Linked DNA regions of Zea mays: region 1 is linked to region 2. The links are chromatin contacts, called in public Hi-C maps. All regions are on one chromosome and are shown on one strand. Each heading gives the region's core, a stretch centred on a gene start, on an enhancer-like site or on the middle of the called end of the contact. The rest is flanking DNA. Distances are from core to core; before and after follow the strand shown. Region 1 holds the start of LOC100191826 (50S ribosomal protein L3, mitochondrial-like). Region 2 holds the start of LOC103634705 (zinc finger CCCH domain-containing protein 3).

Region 1 (7,528 bases), core at 4,694-7,193, 130 kb after region 2:
CGACATCCAAGCTCTTAGGGCATTAATGTTCGTTAGACTTGGTCAAGTGAGTGTTAATGCTTGTTACTTTTGGTGATTCACATCACTTAGACGACTTGGTGGTGATAAGAAATTCGGTGATCACTTAGAAAGCTTGTGGGTGACCCAAGTCAAAGGTATATAAGGTTATGAGTGGCTCACCGTGTCAACAAGACAAATAATCAACTCATAGAGAGCTCTTTGTTCTTGTGGATCAAGAGAGAGCAATACTCTTGTGTGGGTGCTTTAACAACTAATGCAAAGTGTTGACCTTTTTATATACCTTAACAAAACATCAAGGTGTTCGTAATTTTCTTTACTTCGAGCAGTTTCATTAAGTATTTATATTAATAGAATTGTTATGCTAATATAGTACTAAGACTTGGGTTGTAAAACTTTTGATCGATATATAAAAATGGATGAAGTTGGCCTTGATAATAGATTTTAATTTAGAAAAAAATAGATGAGCTCAATTCACCTTATTCTAAACACTTTGATCTTTTCACAAAGAAAAAATAGCAACCAACTAATCAAACTAGTTTTTGTACATGGAACAGTTGCTCGACATACTGAGCGCCTGGTCTGTATCAATGGGAGGATTCTGGTTTAATATTTGTACAGCGGCTTTTAGCTTGAGGATCGTTCTGCTAAAAAAAAGGAATGCAACCCTTTGCTCCAAATAGGTAGTAACTTTGGGTGAATGGCTGATCACTGAAGCACTCCCTTTGCACAGTTTTCTTTGATGAAACAGGAGACTGGGTCCCTACTGCCTATATATATACTCAATTGAACTGAAAACAGAGGAACAAAGAGAGAAACAAAATCAAAGGGAATCTAACCATTGGGATGAAACACATCAAACACACCCACTAAAACTGGCCTTATGTTATTATGATATATTCCCTGAGTCGTAATAGATGACGTTTGAGCTCTGGACACAGTAATCAAGAGCAGTGAAAGAAGTTAATAGTACATAGAAAACGACAAAAAGAAGAATTGAAATAAAGATTATTAGAAAAAGAAAAGGTTGTATTAGAAATAGAAAGTAAAAATGACAGGTAATAAACTAACAGCTAGCAATAACATAAGCAGCTCGCGTAAAACCAGAACACACTCTCATGAGTGAAATATTCTGATTTTATATACTACTTGTGGCTCCGCGTACAACTTATTGAGAAAAAGGTTATATTCGGTCAATCAAAACAATCATCTAAAAACCATTAGAGCACTGGTATACTTGCCAGGTAATGTACATGGAACAACATTGATCAGGCTGGCCAGTAACCGGATAAAGCTTGTGATTCAGGAACTGCTCACATCCATCGAGAGTTTGACAATCTCGTGGAATGGACGAGCTCAAGGAGTGCTTAGAACACAAAAAGGAATTAACCAACTTTGTGCATTGTCTTAATCGGCTGCCATGAATGGGTCAACATCACCAAGATCAGCAATCAGGGGCTCCAAGTCTTCAGGCTCACCTTCACGCGTGAAGTATGTAGGAAATGGGAGCAAAGCCGTGTCAGGTTTCTTATATATAGAATCCTTAACGAAAATAAAGCTACCTTGAGGACCAGGAACCTGCAAAAAGGGCAACGAAAGATACATAGAACACAACTTCTATGCTTCAACAAAATCTGCTGTGACATCAGAAATAAAGTAACCTGGCCCTTCAGATACAGTAAGTTCCTGGCTGGGTCTATTTGATAGACCCATACATTCTTCACTGTGCGTTGCACACCACCCATGCGTCCAGGCATTTTTCTGTTTTTGAAAACCTGAAATTTTCCAATCTGTGTCATTACATGTGAAAGGCTGGCTGCTGCAGTACTGCTTTTTGCATACATTATCGAGCTCCTATCACATTCCACCAATGGGTGCGAATGTAACAAAAAAAACTAATCCCTGCTGTGGAATCAGACTGTAATCGGACCGCTTCTGTCTGTCAATACGTAATACAATGATATGCAGTTCTCCTGTGTGTTGAGGGAAAAAAAAGTACACTCCTATCAAAACAATTTAAACTAAGTGACTTCCTGCATGACAGATATCAGTGTTGTTTCAAAGCATTAGTTCATGGGCTTTAAGTCGAGACAAAAAAAGTTCATGAGCTTTGTAATAGTAAACATTACATCTACATTTTTGCCCAGTGGAAGCCCAGATCTGAGCAAATAACATACTTCAGGAGGCAACCTTGTACAATGATATCATTTTCACAGTATAGCCCAAGTAAAAAAACATTGAGAACATACTAACAATACATACGGTCTCGTCATCTTAACTATTGAAAAACATGAAAAAACATGTGAATAAATACTTAAAATCAATACATAAATGTGGTACTGTTATATAACGTACCCTTCCAGGAGCATCTCTTTGACCAGTAGAGCCACCACTGCGATGCGCCAAAGATGTTCCATGTGATGCAGGCATCCCACCAAAACCATATCTTTTCATTACACCCTACAAGATTAAAAAAAGGTAAAATAGTTAAACGTTGACAACGAAGACATATTACTTTGTTCTAGAAGGGAAAGCGGTTTAACAATCAGCAGAGTCATATTACTTCTGTAATCACGATGTTTTAATGAAGAATTGACCAGTTTTGCGCGCTGTAACACTAACACATTTCCCCAAGAAAATTAATGTAAGATATTAGAAATCATGGGAGGACTTGCACTACCATGCAAAGAAGTCCTCAAGAGCTTGGCGATTTACCAAATACTGGCCCACCGAGTTTCTCAAACCTCAATAAGCCTTTTTTTTCTTGTGGATGGATGTTACCAGCTACCAAAGCAGCACAATGCACATAAAAATAGAATCACTCACACTGCCTTGCCCTCTCACATGTCCATCCAATTTCTGCTCTTTTATGTGCAAAGAGTTTATAGAAAAGCTATTCAAGATTGGAAAATACACTGATCCCACAATAACACTATGAATAAATATAGTTTCTAAGATGCACACTACTTTGGACATTATGGCATTTAATTCTCAGAAAAAAACAGTCATAATCTAATATTTGAAAAGATGGAAATTTTCATTAACTCTTTGTTATCTCATAGAACACTACTATGATTTGTAGGGAACGTATCCTGTGGCTCCAAGGGGTGTCGTGCTCACATGCACATTTTAAATCTAGGACATCCAACTAACATCCAACGGTAATAGCTAATTTTACGAATAACCCCTCCCACGAGGGGAGGGAGGTGGCAGGGGTTATTTATAAAATTGGTGCTGCTGTTAGATGCAAGATGGATGTTCCAGATTTAAAATGTGCATGTGAGCACGGTACCCCTTTGAGCACAGGATACGTGCCTAATTTGTAACGGGCACCGGTCAAATTGTAAGTTTTTTGCACTACAGAAAATATTCCACCAACTGTAAGAAACACATACAGTGTTTCTTTTTTATCAGAAAAGCTAACATATAAATTGCGAGAGAACAATTTTAATCAAATAAATGTTTGAAATGGAGCAATTTAAATTCAGGGCATAAACTAGAAACTTAAGTATTACAAATATCTCTTGCATAATTCACTCTGGTGTCATTTCAACTAATCAAATAGAGATGTTGCTGAAAGAAAGTAAGAAACACAACTAAAACCCTGGTGATAGCTTATCTCGTTTACAGCAAAGTAGTGAACTGTCTTGACAAGTGAAATCACAGAAAATTAGGACAAGAAGAATACATACTGCAAAACCTTTCCCCTTCGTGATTCCAGTGACATCAACAAATTGTCCAGGAACAAAGTGACGAACTGTGATGCTTGTGCCAACAGGAAGAAGCGCATCCTCAGTGACAGGAAATTCCCTTAGCTTTCTTTTCAGAGGCACTCCCTGTGCTCTAAAGTGGCCAACTTCAGGCTTTGTTAGGTGTTTTTCCTTCTTTTGACCTGCTCCAAGCTAACAAATACAAGGAAAATAATTTAGAAATTTAGCAATACATTTTTTGTGAAGTAAAGATGAATGAAAGGAACAAAGAAACAAATAAATAAGTTAAGTAGTTAACCACTCTGCATTGTATTAGATCAACTAAACAAAAAATAAAGCAGGATACTTCTTACAAAAAATAAGGCAGCACTGTCCCGGTCGATGGTTGACCAAGGTCCGAGGGCGCAGCATGGCGGCGGCGGCACAGTGGCACCTAGAGTAGCAGCGGCTAGGGTTAACGAGCCCATGTCCTTGTCCGTGTGTTTCTGTGTCCGTGTGGGCTGTGCGGTAGGGAGGCCGAGCAGCTGGTGCCTAGTTCACGGGCTGAGGAAGTGAGGAGGCTGAGTGGCTGACAAGGAGATGAGGAGCCTGCCGCTTAGGGATTATGAAAACTGGGACCCACATGTCATATGTCCATCGGGTGACGGATATGGATACCGTATATCCATGCCCACGAAATTTTTACACGTGGATACCTTATAGTAACCATACCCGTACCTGCGGATACGAAAATCCACCATATCCGTACCCGACGGATAAATAACTGCGGTTATTTACCCATAACTGTGCTCATTGCCATCCCTACTTACTAGTGGCTTATTCATGGTGAAAGTTTATGAGATGCTTTATGGTTAGCGGTTACCAAAACTTAGCTCCAGTTAAATTGTCACAATTGACTTATGAACCCCTTGGCAGTAAAAATGATCAAGGATTATGTTGATAGAATAACTTGCATATACCGATATTTTGTTGATGAAGAGAGTGAAATGGCACAAGAACAAAAGAAAATTTAACACCACCAAACTAAAAGAACTACCATTGTACTCATTTATCTTCCTTTATTTTTTGTAGTTCTTTTGGTAGGCACTGCAGGAATAGCCATAACCAGAGCATTGCCGCATGAGTTCAGAAACATGGAAAATTGGAAAGACAATCCCATGTTTCTCATTCGTTTGGAATACCACCACATAAAACATTTTGTTGCAAAGACCCACCACTACCCAACTCGGTTGTAGCAGAAACCATCCCACCAATATGAAACAAGCTGATTCCCCCTGCTTTTGCTATCCTGGAGTGCCTGATGCATTCTTTATAAAAGTTTGATACTCTAAAAATACAAGCCCCACATTTCATTACATCCATCAGTTTATGCTATTGCAAAAAAAAAAAAAAAAAAAATCACCACAACATGGTCCAAGCACCAGAACAAGCTTTACTAGTGGCTCCACATGGGCAAAGACTGGCAGAATCTGCTGATCCTATGCTCTGTGGACTAGCTTTTGCAACAGAATCAACTAGGGCCTAGGCATTTGCAACAAAACTTATCAAAATACAAGTGAATGTGGGATACTTTGCCATTTCCCATTAAAAGTTAACTAACCTACTGCTTTAAAGTAGTAAATATTGAGAAATGCTGAATCAACAATATATGACTGATCTAAAACAATAATTTACAATATCTCAGCCATTATCATCCAGGTTTAAGAGACATCATTGTTTTCAAGTCAAGCGAGTGAACCGAACCAGCAGCCGATCAATGTTTCATTTGTTTCGGTGGAACACGTTTCACAGAGAGAACTCGGGGAAATTTCGTGTAGCACCTGTAGGGCGAAGAAACCCTCCTTCTCGGCGGTCTTGACCTGGGTAACAACGTTGTCGTCGACCCAGAGGACGGTGATGGGCACCTTGGCGCCCCACTTGTCCCACATCGCCGACATCCCGCACTTGACGCCGATGACGCCGGTGCGCCGCGAGGTGGGGCCCATCACCCCGGACCGTGCCTCGATGATCCGGCCCCCGCCTCCTCCCTCGCCCCCAGCGTCGTCGTCATCGGAATGGGAGACGAAGGCCTCCGCGGAGAAGAGCCGGGAAGGCGGGAAGCGGAGCCACGGGCTCCCGCCGCCGGAGAGTGAGAGGACACGGAGGCGCGCGAGCAGGCCCCTCGAGGCGGCCGCCATTGTTGCGCCTGCGCGAGGGCGGGGAGGCGCGAGGGCGAGATGGGCTCGGGTGGGGTTTACGCGGCGGCGCGGCGAGATGGGTGTGTGCCGCAGGGCGTAGGGTTTACTGAACTGGGAGCCCACGAGGGGAATGAATCGCGCCCAATGCGGGCAAAGCGAGCGCGCACGCGGGCTCACTTGCTAGTGGGCCTGGAGCCCTGGAGTCTACAGGGGTTTCCGCTTTTACGATTTCTGTTTTTGAGAATTTGAGTGCTGCAACGCGAGTACCAAATTAGGTTTAGCGTCTTAATTTAGAACTAGGTAGGTGCCCGTGCGTTGCGACGACACATAAATTGTTGAGGGAGATCTATGACTACTCGTCCGGATCGATGACAGACTATTATTGTTGCTAGGCACCATCATCCGTATAAGGATAGAAGTATCTGGGATAGGATGAGCGTGAAGTTCTACACAAAGCCAAACAGGTGCTTGGTGGCTCTTATCTTACGAAACACAATGGAGATCCTCTTGCATTGACGACAAAGATAACATTAAAAAAACTACAAGATTGATTAAGCTAAAGTAAATGCTTAACATCCGAAAACAAGTATTGTAGTGCAGTGCACTTTAATACGCAAACGCTCCCACTACTCACCTCCGCCTGTAGTTCATAACATCGCATGCAAATTCATCCCCTATCAAAGAACGTGCTGAAGTAAAAAAAGTATCGTATGATTCATCATCATTGAGTTGACTGATCAGTTTTCATAACTATAGTGAAATTGTAGGCTCACGCCACACCATCTGCGATAGCATCATCACTTGGTCATTCACACAAGTGGAAATTGGAATTGCGAGAGCAATAAAAATAGAAGTGAGCAGCCATCCATTTTATTGAAAGCTTCATTTTACCAACAAAATAGTACTAACGATTGTCCTGTGTCTTCGTACTCAAGGCTTCATTTTACCAACAAAATAGCACCCAAAAAACTAAGTACTAACGATTTAAGCTACCAAAATAATAAGGTTCAGTACTTTCTGGTCTAAGGACATGTTTGCTCTGCGCCTTGAACCAATCAAGCTAGGCTGATTCTTGATTCTTTCACTATGCCCGAGACGGTCATAAACAAACAGTAACCATTTTATCCAAACACATCTAAACATACTGCCATCTCAAATTTGTAGAAGATCTCTTGCTATGTTTTGGAGTTGATGAAGACGCCAAACTGGTGAGGACATGAACTGCTACGAGCCCTTGTGCCAAAGGGATTTGAAATGTCGGTGCACAATTGTTACATGAAAATAAACAACACATATTGTGGACCTCACCCTTCTCTCCGGCATCGGTCTCCCGCGTCGACATTATCGGCGTTGTCATCGCCATCCCGCTTCTCCTCTGGTCTCGAGTGGACAAATTCGAGTCGCGCATCCTCGCCATCCGTGATCGCGTTAGCCTGTCCGTTCCCAGATCGCTCGCGTCCTCGTTCCTAGCTCCTGTGTGCTTCGCAATTGTCGCGCCCAACATCTAGTTCTTCATCTCCTTGTACGGTCACAGTGGAAGAGGCACACATATGCTCCAGTGAATCCAAGGAAATCGTGAATTAATGGGGAGGAGAGGATGACGTAACTTCTTTATCTTGGGTT
Region 2 (7,602 bases), core at 740-3,239:
ACTAGTAATTTCTAGATTAGGCATGCAATCATACAGTTAACTATAACAATATTGTGTTTGATAAGAATCTCATGCAATAAAAAGATCACCGACCTGAGGAAGAATTTATGTCTACTCCCTGGTATACAACAAAATTGGGTTGGTTCCCAATAATATCAGACTGCTGCACCATGGGTGCAGGCCCAGACCCAAGCCCTGAATAATACAAAATTATTAGAAACATATGAGGTCTATCCATGGACTAAACCAACTTAAACTCAGTATCTTTTTTAGTGCTGACAGAACCAATAACAAATGTTTCTCCAAGTTATAAGCAATAGCATCATGTGTTATCAATAGTAATTGTAAATGTAAGCTTTGTTGCATTCAAAATAATTAGTCATACCTAACAATTTATACCTAACAAGGCTAAAGGCTCCTTGCTGTATTGGGATCATGCCCGTTTAAGGCCTTGTTCGGTTATTTCAATTACACGTGGATTGAAGTGGATTGGGTGGGATTGAGATGTATTTTGACTTGCTATGAATTTAAACCAACTCGATCCCACCCAATCCACATGGTTTAATAGCAAAACGAACAAGCCCTAAGGCTTGTTCGTTTTGACATGATTCCATGTGGATTGCATGGTATTGAGTCGGTTTAAATTCATAATAAGTTAAAATCCATCTCAATATCACACAATCCCCTCCAATCCACATGGAACGGAAATAACCGAACAAGCCCTTAGGCTTTATTTGGTTACTCTAGTATTTACCTCAATACACATGGATTGGGGTGGATTAGGGTGTAAGTTAGCCCTTAGGCTTTGTTTGTGTATTGAGGCAAATACTAGAGTAGTAGAGTACCCAGACAAAGCCTTTAAGGGGCTGTATGAATCGCTTAGACACCTTACTTCTTTTTAATATAATGATATACACCTCTCTTGTGTGTTTGAGAGGGGAAAAGGCTAAATGTTCCTACCCTCCAGCAGATTTGTGTACAGACAATTATTTCCTTGAGGCAGAAGTATGTGACACCCAAAAGTCCTGCTTGGTTCCGCAGAGGGCACAGAAATCATCTAAAATTCATTACTGTGTCCGTTGCTCAAATAGGGCACATATATCATCTAAAATCAATTATTGTGTCTGTTGCTCAAAAGACACGTTATTTGTGATAAATCAAATGTAGGAACATGTGACCTTCAGGAGATGTTTCATTCAAATAGAATCTAGCCCAAATGCAACATACAAGTACAACTCGATGGATACTTATGAGTAGATGTTCAAACAGCTCGTAAGTTGCACCCTTAGAGTCTGTTCGTTTTGATCACAATCCATATGGATTAGACGGGATTGGATGTGTTTGAATCCATAGCAAGTCAAATTCTTCATAAGTTCTTCCGGTCCCATCCAATCCATGTCGAATAGGAATAACTGAAGAAGGCCTTACCTGGTGCAGCTAATGCTGGATTGACACCATTTGGCTTCGGATGGAAGTATCTGCATGAATCCCCATACTTGCAAGCCCCCTGCAGCACGAAGAGATTGACCTCAAAATTCAGAGTGGCCTACTCTTGGTGCATGTGAGGCAGCGACTATAATAAGTTACCGACGCAACGTGAGATGACTCACCGTGCGGACGAAGTGGTGACAGATGCCCTTGGCGAGGGTGCCGTCAGGCAGGAGGAGGGAGGAAGCGCCGCCATGCTGGTCTGCGGACGAAGGAAAGAGAGGAGTCAACCGGAAAGAACTGAGCGGACCCGGGCGCGGTGGCAGACACGGTATTCGACGAAACGCGCCAACCAGAGAGCAGAGGAAGCGACGACCGGGACGGGGGAGGGGAAGAGGGGAGGATTCCCGGCTGACCTTGGTGGCGAATGGAGTCGTACCAGAGGGCGCGGGCGCGTTGGTGCTGCACGCCCTGGAGGTGGCGCTTCCGGGCGGCGGGGGTGTCCTGGAACTGCTTGTCGCAGTAGTCGCAGTAGTACTTCCCCAAGGGCATCGTGTTGGGTGTTGGCAGCTCTGGTCTCTACTGAGAATTTCCACACGATTTTTTACAAAAACTGAGAATTTCCTTTGCTAATCCGAAGCCTAGCCAAAACCAAGAGATTTACTATTTTGTCATTATTACTGATGGGTTTCAAAAATTTAGCATTAGACTCACAAATCATAGATATAGATAGATTTATAAATTATCGACATAGATAGACACACAAAATACAGATGACATAATAGAGATGGCATAATAGCGGGGAGACAGGATACCAATTATTCCCTCCAAAACCATAGAGGCACAACCAAATAAACATCTGTAGTTGAACAGTCCGACACTCGATTGCAGCTTGTCGAACGTGGGAACAGTGACTAAACTGCTTTAGGGCCTGTTTGTTTACCCCCATGGATTATATAATCTGGATTATTTTTGGAGGATTATATAATCTGGATTATATAATCTGGATTATATAATCTGAGTAGTCCTGTTTGTTTATCCAGATTATTTGAGTTGTTAATAGGATTCTTTTGTATGAGGAAGACAAGAATGCCAATGGTGGGTTATAATGGCAATGGTGGGTAATTTCTAGGAAACTTGAAAGGGTAGTGGAGAAGTGGAAAAAAATAATCTGAAATAAGCACCTCCTCACTTGCTTATGGATTATCATAATCCAGGAGTTAGATTATATAATCTCGACAAATAAGCTAGACTGTTTGTTTGCCTCTTAGGATTATTTAATCCAGATTATATAATCTGAGGGGTAAACAAACAGGCCCTTAGTCCATATTAATTTCTTATGAAAAATGACTAAACTTAGTCCATCGAAAATTGTTAGAAAAAATTGTTTGAGGAACTAAAAATTAATCCATCTATTTTAGTTTTATTTAATTTCTAAATTGTCAAATATGGGAATAAAACAGCGACCAAATTGTTTTAGTCCATATTAATTTCACTTATCCCTAGTTTATTTTAGTTATGCTAATGGCGGAAGAATGTTAAGAACATTTTAGTTTTCAAGTCATTTAATATGTTATGAATACTTTTAGTCCTTGGAATCAAATAGAGTAAAGACTAAACTTTAGTCCCTCGAGTGAGGTTAGTTTGGTTGGAGCGGCTCTATTCCAATTTTTTAGAATAGAATCATTCTATTTCGCATTTGACAAGCAGAACAGAGTCACTTCATTTTTTTGTTTGGTTAAGAGTAGAATAGAGCAGAGCTACTCCGTTCTTTGCTTGATTGGAAAGACATACGGTTGTAGAAGGAAGTAGAGGGAGGAGAGCGCTCGTGTATGTTCGTTTTGACGGAGCGGGAGCATTTAAACTATTTATGGTAAATTTCTAAAACTTCAGGAGCCGCTCTGCTCCGCTTTTCTTGGAAACTAAACATAAAAAAAATAGGAATATAGTCGATCCATTTTCCTCCACTTCTCAACTAAACACACTCTAAAGGAACTCTCCACTTCTCAACCAAACAACCCTCGACGCCTCAAAATCTAACCGGACACTGAAAGAACCTGTCTGGTATGGCTGTTAACAACAGCTAACTTCGATAGAGCCAAGCATACTTCATTTTACAAAGAGTAGTTTTCAAAGGAACCGGAGAACCATACCTGCCATTTCACGGGAACCGTTTTTTTTCAAGAAACCGGAGCTACAGTCTATGATTCCTCTCTCCCCAGAAGGACCACTTGGAATGCAGTCCTGCCAAGCACTGAGTAGCATCTGCGTGTCACATTTCCTCGTCAGTCGTCTCAAACGCTGCAATAATGCAACTTTCTGGTAAGAACGATCAAGTCAGCATACTTCCAGACCGATCGAACAACGTACTCGTCCCTCCGTCTCAAAGAATATAACTATAAGTGGTATGCCAATTAAACTCGTTAGTTAAACTAATTCATATTTAACCAAGTTTCTAGTAAATAGTATTTACATTATAGCTTTAAATCAACTTATTACAAAAATACATTTTATAATTAATCAAGGCCCCGTTTGTTTCGTTGAAATTGAATTTTATTTTAATAGTTATAATTTAGATAAAACTAATTAAGTTCATATATTTATATATGTAATATATTTATATATTATCTTAAATCACATGAAAGAGATAGTTATATACTACATTTATGTTATAGCGAAGCAAGTAGAAGGGTGTGCTATAAATTGTACATCGGAAAAACAGTATGTAAATCTATATAATCAATTTTCATCTCTCACCCCATAAATGAGATAGGCTTATATGATAACTTTAGAAAGTGGTGTAATGTCACATTCTAAAAAAAAGTAGTCTATTCTATTAGTAAGATTTTAATTCCTCAAAATGGAAAGAAATTCTAAAAAAAGTAGTCTATTCTATTAGTAAGATTTCACATTCTTTTTAGAATAGGGAGTACATCTGAACTAAAATATTGTGGCAAAAATCAACAGCTGATTCCACAGCCAGTGCAATAACAGACAAGTGCAAGCTGGTAGTCAATACTCAATAGGCAACAGGTAGCTAGGAATTCTGAAACAATACGGTAGCAATCTGGGTCTGGAGACAAGGAAACATGGAAAAACGAAGTGAATCCATACATAGATTCAAGCTACCATAAATACATTCATACTGCTCTATAACAAATTACAAGATCAACTATGGCAATCTCGAGTAAGCGTCAGTTAGTAGGAAGGGGGGTGCCGTTACATGTCACTGCGACATAGACTACTCAGCTACACAGGTCACATTGTCGTACAAGTACGTAACCTTGCATCTTCAACAACAGGCTCGCATGCCTCAGATCGTCAAACATCCCAGGGGAAATTCACAATTGCAACCACAGGTTCCAGTCTCAAGGCGCGGTCATTTCACAATCCAACATAGGAGCATTGCTTCTTTGCATGTTCTGGAATCAATTTCGCGACAATGTCTGATGGGACTCCTTTAAGTTCTGCAGAACAGAGGTGGCGAGCATGTAAGGTGGTGATATACAAAGAACAAACTTAGTACTACACTGCTACCTGGTTGTAGCAGCTATGATAACGATGTTGAATTATGTAGGCATGAAACATACCGTGAGGCTTGAAATTGAATAGTGGTGGCAAAAAGCGACCATTTGGAAGGCGAGTATTAGGATCTCGAAGCTCATCAAAGAATGGGTGAACAAGTGCCTCCATCTGGACAAAACATTCATGAAGATCTTAGAAAACCAAAGTCAACAGGGGTATTTCCATCATGTATAATGTACAATGGCATGCACTTACAGCAGTGCATCTCAGATTTGGGGAGTACTGGAGTAGCCGAGAGACCAGATCAACAGCTTCTGGCGGCATCCTTTTGTGGAATACCTGAAAGATAAAATGTACAAAAAGTAAATTAGTAACACAACAGTAACAGTTTTCTTAGAGTATTGTAACAAAATGTAGAAAGATTTGAGCACCTTGTGCCATGGGTGTGCTTTGATTTGTGGGAACTTAAACTCTGTGTAATTTGGGTTCATGCATTTAATTTCTTCCCTTGTTGGCGTACCGAGGACCTGCCATACAAAATCATTTTAGGGGTGATCAGATTTTATGCTTCTATAGAAGACAATTCACAAGCTTGTAGAACCGACAATTACCTTGATGATTTCAACAAGTTGGTCCACACCACTTTCACCCGGAAACAAAGGCTGTCCAAATAGTTCTTGTAAGACAGTGTGAACTGAAAGGACCTTGTTGGCTTGAAAACCTTTTTTAAAATGGCAATAAAAATTTGAGACACCTTACCTGCCCTAGCATAAGCTCAGCAAGAACACATCCAGCAGACCAAATGTCAATCGCTGTGGTATACTCAGTGGCACCAAATATGAGCTCTGGAGCCCTATAGTATCGGGAGCAGATGTACGATATGTTTGGTTCCCCCTTGACCAGAACTTTTGCACTGCCAAAGTCACATAGTTTAAGCTGGTGGGTGTGTGGGTTCACCTGTAGTGAAGTTTGAACATCAATTTCAAAGTACAAATCATTTCTTTACAAAAAGATACAGTAGCAAAATAGCAGATTTTCCAGCATACCAGAAGGTTTTGTGGCTTAATATCTCTGTGGCAGACACCAATAGTGCCATGAATGTAAGCCAATGCCCTACATATCTGCCAAAATCCAATATAATATCAAATATTGAAAAAGAACTAGCACATTCATTGGAGCAGACAATATTTAGGCGAAATGAAATATGTTTGTTAGTTTCAACATCAAACAGGGCCCAAAACATAAGCTTTAAGGTATAATTAAAACAACAGCAAAAAGGAACAGGACAAACCATTACCTGGTACATATACAGCTTCACATAAATAAGTGGCATGCGTTGGTTCATCTTGTTGTGATGCTTCACAACTCGATGAACTGTCTCCGGCACATACTCAAGGACCAAGTTCAGATAAAGCTCATCCTTCTCGGTAGTTGAAAAGAAGCAATGCTTCAAAGCAACAACATTAGGGTGGTCAAGAAGGCGCATGGTCTGCAACTCGCGGTTCTTGTAACGCTTATCCTGAAGAACCTTCTTTATGGCAACAGTCTCACCCGTCTCCAAACACTTAGCCTATGAACAGGTGAAATGGCATCTGATTAAGAAAGGTGATTTATAGCACGCAAGATATGAAGATCTAAAACATGTGCAGCGCCGTGGAAAGCAACACCACAGGCGGCTACATAATAGTACATATCAAAGTCAGTCACAAGTTATTGCAAATAACCTGGAAGACGATCCCAAAAGAACCTTGACCTACAATGCGCTCAGCCATGTAGCTCACTGTCTGCAAATGCAACCAATAAATACACATTATTATACAAAAAGAATCTGACAAAACTGATCAGAACAACTCCACAATCTTATAAGTTAGCAACATGGATATATTGGCAATATGCAAAAGAAGGACATTAAATTATGGTCTTGACTCTCAATTATTAGATTCAGACATGCACTAAAAACATGTAGAATAGTTGATAAATCATGATCAAATGCAGTAAAGCACTCACCTGTTTTGGTTGACCATTCTTGCCACCAGTAGTGGTGACAATTATGTGCCCAGTTTCAGTCCCTTTCCCATTAATTATGGTTGCTTCAACTTCCTGCATTTGGCATTCACACCAAAGGTTACATCACAGTCCCATTTTTCACATAATCTTGAGGAAATTACAGTAAGCCCGAAACAAGATATCAAGGCATCTTCACCTTATCATCTCTAATCTTTAGCTCGTTCATCTGATCTTGCAACTTCTCGGCACCAATGCTAGTGCTGCTGCTGTTTTTGTACCCAGATGGGGCTACACCAGCTGAAGCCATCTCTGAAGAAAGCCAACGTGCAGCAACTCAGCTTTGCATTAACTCCCCCGAGAGCAGTAGATCTATTGAGCTACCTGTAAGTGGATTAACAACCAAATCGATCAGAGCGATGATTCCAGATATCGCAATGGCAGCATCATTCACAACAGCGGAGCTTTAATGACTAACGAGGTGAACTTTGTTAACGAGTACAACCCGTCCCTCGAATCTAGATAAATGTAAGAAACGTGAGCAAGTTCTTCCTAGGCTTGCAAACCCGGCTGAGTCATGAACCAGGCAGACAGCCGAGAGAAAGCAATCGTGCTCCTGACTCTTGGAAAGTCATAGAAAATAAT

What was found. Hi-C and Micro-C count contacts between places; a contact is called where the count stands out from the background.
Region 1: a contact with region 2 is called in a Hi-C map of tassel, with 3 times the contacts expected there. The contact joins the promoter of LOC100191826 here to the promoter of LOC103634705 in region 2. A contact is called at or near these places in 5 of 25 Hi-C or Micro-C datasets (ear, endosperm, leaf and 1 more) and 2 of 3 datasets of contacts at active chromatin or transcription factors (leaf and seedling).

The regions. Positions count from the first base shown.
Region 1 is chr8:6,388,110-6,395,637 of Zm-B73-REFERENCE-NAM-5.0, forward strand. LOC100191826 (50S ribosomal protein L3, mitochondrial-like) reads right to left here and starts at 5,944. Exons shown (of 5, transcript NM_001137250.2): 1 at 5,549-5,944; 2 at 3,711-3,920; 3 at 2,374-2,478; 4 at 1,680-1,793; 5 at 1,005-1,596. The coding sequence starts at 5,905. The coding sequence ends at 1,426.
Region 2 is chr8:6,260,693-6,268,294 of Zm-B73-REFERENCE-NAM-5.0, forward strand. It overlaps LOC103634705 (zinc finger CCCH domain-containing protein 3), which reads right to left and starts at 1,990. Exons shown (of 5, transcript NM_001353228.1): 1 at 1,845-1,990; 2 at 1,611-1,690; 3 at 1,429-1,507; 4 at 94-195. The coding sequence starts at 1,980. It overlaps LOC100282499 (glycogen synthase kinase-3 MsK-3), which reads right to left. Exons shown (of 12, transcript NM_001353227.1): 2 at 7,157-7,341; 3 at 6,961-7,053; 4 at 6,678-6,737; 5 at 6,251-6,523; 6 at 6,000-6,074; 7 at 5,713-5,910; 8 at 5,565-5,615; 9 at 5,385-5,480; 10 at 5,209-5,292; 11 at 5,019-5,121; 12 at 4,778-4,895. The coding sequence starts at 7,267. The coding sequence ends at 4,813.